2 separate regions of the Gossypium raimondii genome follow, and region 2 is linked to region 1. Evidence: chromatin contacts called from public Hi-C data. All regions are on one chromosome and are shown on one strand. The core of a region is the stretch at or near the end of the contact, and the rest is flanking DNA. Distances in the headings are between cores, read along the strand shown. Region 1 has its middle 10 kb from the start of LOC128040756. Region 2 has its middle 33 kb from the start of LOC128040869.

What was found. A called contact is a pair of places that touch in the nucleus more often than the background predicts.
Region 2: a contact with region 1 is called in a Hi-C map of leaf, with 4 times the contacts expected there. The contact joins two enhancer-like sites. A contact is called at or near these places in 2 of 2 Hi-C or Micro-C datasets (both in leaf).

What each region holds. Positions count from the first base shown.
Region 1 is chr4:24,260,835-24,263,534 of ASM2569854v1, forward strand. No RefSeq gene overlaps it. Among protein-coding and RNA genes, the nearest start is that of LOC128040756, 10 kb to the left of the region's middle. Within about 2 kb of position 1,272, the one cell type or tissue checked has open chromatin away from gene starts, as enhancers often do. A contact at or near this core is called in leaf, where this site is marked.
Region 2 is chr4:24,397,370-24,400,069 of ASM2569854v1, forward strand. No RefSeq gene overlaps it. Among protein-coding and RNA genes, the nearest start is that of LOC128040869, 33 kb to the left of the region's middle. Within about 2 kb of position 1,377, the one cell type or tissue checked has open chromatin away from gene starts, as enhancers often do. A contact at or near this core is called in leaf, where this site is marked.

The DNA.
Region 1 (2,700 bases), core at 22-2,521:
TTTGGACCGAAAAAAAATTATTTGGACTGTGGTTTGGGTTTTACTTTGATTTGGGTTTTCATGCAAGCATACTCGACACGTTAATTTGGTTTTAATGCTCTCTTTATAATTGAAGAATGCATGATACTTGGATTAACGATAAATCTGTCATAAACTGAGTTTTCCACTGCAATCAAAGATGATAAGGTTTTTGTTGAGTGAAACGACGAGCAATTTGTTTTCTAAAATCATGCTATCGCTTATATAAATGTCTTAAGAATGATCGACTTAAACAATGAATGTTTTCCAATCAACAAGTGTAAACAGCAGTTTTTCTTAAAAGAGAGTAACTAAGGTTTTTCAAAGAATGGTAGGGTCATTCAGTTACACAGGTGGCTAATGTAATCTTCATAATTCGATCATAACATTTAGGCCAAGTTGAGAAATTTACAGATTTTTTACCAGTTGAGTGGAAGCCCCCTCCGCCAAGTTAATCTAAATTGAGTTCTCGTGACTCATATATTGATAATTCATGAAAAGCAAGTGCAAGTGCCATTATACGTGATCATCGAGGGAACTAATTGATTGCCTTTTTGTAATAGTGAATGGTTGAGTATTAACATTAACTATTAAAGAATTTAATTAAATGAAATTTTAATGTTTAAAGGCTCAATCAAGTATTAGTATTAGTTTTTTTTGAAATTTTTGTACTTTAGAATTTTTGGATTTTATGTAATTTTATAAAACAAAATTAAAATAAAAGTAGAAAAAAAAAAGCTAATGGGGCCGAAGGTCAAAATTCAAATAAAATAAAAATGTGATTTCGTAATTAAATGAGCCCAAATTTTCTACAAGTCTAATAATTCATTAAGTTTGAAGAAGTCCAAAATTCAACTTTCAAAAGCTCGTCCAATTAACTTAAAATCAAATCAAATTTAGAGAGTCCACCAATTTCAAATTTATAAAGCAAGTTCAAATAATCCAAGTAGAATCAACATTAAATTTAAATATAAATAAGTTGTCAAACGAGTGCTTTTGTGGTTCTTAAATTTAATGACTGTGTCCAATTAAAATTATCGTTTCCGATGGAACAGTTTTGATTAGGTTAATCATAATTAGGTTCGTCTAACACATGTTTAATTTGTAATCTCAAATTATAACCCAACTTTCATTCAATTTCTTAATTTTTTTAAGGGGAAAAACCAATAGTGGGAGTTCAAAGTAAGCCATTTATAGGCCCATTCCATGGTAGTTTGAGGTTTAAGTTCTGATGGACTCATTTTGGGCTTCATTGCTTCTTTTGCCTTTTTTTCTTTCGTAAAACTTACCACAATAAAGCTATGCTTGAAATTTTATGTTGCTCCTACCTTTCTTTTTCTTAATTCTCCTGTTCTACATTTTCTTTCTGCATGTATTTGAGCTATCTTTTGGGAATATATTCCTATAACAACCTTATAAATAAAACTTTTAAAAGAAATAGATATATCCATAATTCCATACCCATAATTTTAAATGATATAGTTTAAATTAATATCCATTTATTAATGAATTTTAAGTTATGACCTGCTTGAATGTTCACCTTTCTCAAGAACAGGGCAAAATGCGAAATTAAATTGTAATTTTACAATAGTAAAAATATAATTTTACCATTTTAATAACTTATATTTTTATAAATTTTAAAGGATTAAATTAAATTTTTATATTTTTAAGAGTTCAAAGTGCAATCTTACCTTAATTAATTTTAAATTTTAAAAATTTTAAAAGATTTAAATAATAATTTTTTCATTTTGGGAGCTGGGCCCTCCATTCCCTAATTTTGCCCCTACTCAAAAATAGTTTAAGTACGAATCAAGAAAAAAAAATCCATTTATCACTTCTCTTCTTTCTTTATTTAGTTACCAATAATTAATGTACCAATTATTATAAAAATATAAAAATTTTTGGTTTAGCTTGGGTGTCTTTCATTGCCTAGAGTTTCTTTTCTCATATTACATGACGTGGGTTAGTGCTTTGTTTGTTGATTTGCTATCTATGTAAAATTTGAGTTAGGTTATATGGAAATGATTGTATTTTATTAACTGATTTGAGTGTACAAATTAAAATAAAAAAATCTCCACTAATGTAATATAAATTAGAATTATTAATGGAAATGGAAAATTTGAATTAAAACTGTCAATTCATGCAAAGCAAAAAGTATTTTAAACGGGCGAAGAAATTTTAAGGATATTTTTTTCTAAAATGAAATACGTGGGCTTAAATGAATAAAATAATAAATTTCTATAATACTAGTAACGAAAATGGTAATGACCTTTTTGGCATAATCAAAATAAAATAAAATGCCCTAAAGATAAAGTGTTCAACTTATAAATTTACCCTAAAAGAGTAAAAACCTAAAAGGTTAAAAAATTTAAATTTATCATTTGATGGTTATATGAGAGACATGGATGATATATTTATCAATTCTAAATATAATGACAAAAATAATTCAAAAATTTTCAAGGAAGTTACTACTAGAATTACACATAATATAAGTAAAAAGAAATATAACTAGAATCAAATTATTGTAATACACAAACAAATTAAAATTAAAATTAAAATTAATCTAAATAGAATCCACGTAAAATAAAACTGATCAGTTTCATTAACCCATGTATATTTTATTTGCTTTGAAGAAAAATATAAGAATTCCTAAGAAAAAAAACATTATGCACGATAAAAAAT
Region 2 (2,700 bases), core at 127-2,626, 140 kb after region 1:
GTCGATTCACAAGAGGAATCCATAACACGAAGGGAACACTGGATTATATTCATTCTGATATTTGGGGACCATCTATAGTGCCTTCGAGGGGTGGCACTAATTATATGTGACGATCATTGATAATTTTTCCAGAAAAGTTTGGGCATTCTTTTTAAAGCAGAAAAGTGATGTGTTTTCCATGTTTAAGGCTTGGAAAACTATTATCGAGAAGCAGATAGAAAAACAAACAAAACACCTCTGCACAGATAATGGTTTGGAATTCTAGTCTGATGAGTTTAATGAATTGTGCAAATTAGAAGGGATTGTGAGATACTTGACAGTTCGCCATACTCCATAACAAAATGGCGTTGCAGAACAAATAAATAGAACAATCATGGAAAAGGTTTGATGTATGTTGTCGAATACTTGTTTACCAAAGTTGTTTACCCAAACTTGGAATTAACACTCGGTATCTCATTTTTGTATGTGAGTGGATCATCATCTTCATGTTTGATTGGTTCTATGTTTGTAAACATTACTATCATACATGAATAAATATATTTTTTAAATTATCTCACTACGATGATGACCCCTATGTTGTTATTCATTCACAGGTCTACTATTCAGAATGGTGTCTAGTATCGAAACTTGAGGGTTTTCTTTATTTCTTGAGAGTTCCTCTAGTAACAATCTAATTCGAGAATTAAAGTTGTCCGTGTAACTTTCCCCTAAAAAAGTAGCATGTAACACTTTGAAATTTTTTACTTGACACGTGGTGCTACGCCAATGCCAATAAGTGAATTTATAAGAAATTTGGAGAACAAATAAAAAAATGATTATTAAGAGAATAAATGGATTTTAGATATGAAAGTTAATGGAAAGAATCTTTGGAATGAAAATATGGAAAATAAACCAAATTAAAATTTTTGAAAGTTTAGGGATTAAAGTGCAAATTTGACTAGAATGGAAAAGTGAACCATTATTTATCATGTGACATGGAAACGTATCGAATTATATGTTAATGTGATAAAAATCACTTTTGGACTAAATGGAAAGAAATTCAAAAGTACAAGAATTAAATTGTAAAATTTTCATTTTGCTAAAGAATGATTAAAAGTATAATTCTCATTATTTATAGATTTATATTCAATACTGCAAGTGAATTATGAGATTTGGAAATGATGATTTTCTATAAATGCGAAGAAATTGAGCTTTGAAATAAACAAGGGCAAAATGGTAATTTTGTCATGAGAAGATATTTTATTCATTTCTCGATAATTAAATCTTAGACATATTATTTTAATGAGACATTTGATAATTGGAGTTGATTTGGGCTATTTGGATCATATGTAGGAAGAGTGGGCCACAAATTTGCTAAACTATGGGTTTAAAATTTTTGGTCTGGGCTTTTTAGCCCATTTGAATATTTTTAAGGGGGAAGAAGAGCGTAAAATTATCTCCACTCTTCCCCCAACCAGCCGTTCACTTTGGGGATGAAGATAACCCCCCACTTTTCGTTTCTTCCTCATCTCTCATGCTTTTCTCTCAAATCAAACCATTTCCAAGCATCCAAACTTTAATTTCTTGATAAAATAAAATAGGAAACTTGATTCCAATCTCATTTCCTCCATTAACTTCATTATTCAAGTTGGGTTATCATGGGTTTTAGAGAGAGAAAACTTCAAAATTGTAAGTAATGAAAATTTCCACCTCTTTTCTTATGACATTTGAATTTAAATGCTATGAGAAAGTTTAGAAAGGTATTATATTAATATTTTGGTATATTTTTAATGTATGGTTAATGAGAACATGTTGAGAATGGAGGAGCTTCCAATATTAGATGAGCACGGAATCAAGGTTAGGAAGATTAATTATGTGTTTTAGAGCATCCAAAGAAGTACCATTGGTTTCTTTTATTTTTCCTATGTTAAAATGTTTAGGAGAATGATAAAAATAATGTAATAATTATGAAATTCATTATTACGTAAGTAGGTATAAGGTTCAGAGTATATGTGAGAACATGTAATTCTTATGTTGTAGTAAAAATACTTAGTTATGAAATGTCATGTTAATTAATATTGTGTCATGAAAATTTTGGATGGTAATGAAAAATTAATAAATATATTTGGATATTTGAGCAAAATTATGGAATGTAATATTTAAGTGAAATGGTATTAAAATACTATGATATGATACATTGGTAAATTAATGAACATAAATCTAAATGAAAGTAAAGTTATAAAGTTGTTTGATATAATGACCCATACCATGACTTGATGACTTAAAAAGTATTGAATATGTAAATGAGAAAATGTGTAAAAATTATTGTGTCTATGGGTATAACTAGAGGTGTTCATGGGCCGGGCGGCCCGGCCCGACCTGACTGCCCGCCCGAAATATAAGAGGGTTCGGGTAAAAATATAGGCTCCAAATATGGGTTTGGGCAAAAAAATGAGGCCTGTTTAGAAAATGGGCCTGGCCTCGGGCACCACTTTTTTTGGCCCGGTCTTAGCCCGGCCCGAATATAATAAATATATATTTTTTATTTTTTTAATTTTAAAATATTTTTAAAATACTTTTTTATTTTTTATTTTTAAAATAAATTTTTGATGTTTATTAAAAAATGGGCCGGGTTGGGCTCAGGCTTAGGAATTTTTTCCCGGGCCAGGCCTGGACATAATTTTAGGCCCATATTTTGGACTGGGCCGGGCTCGGGCCTAG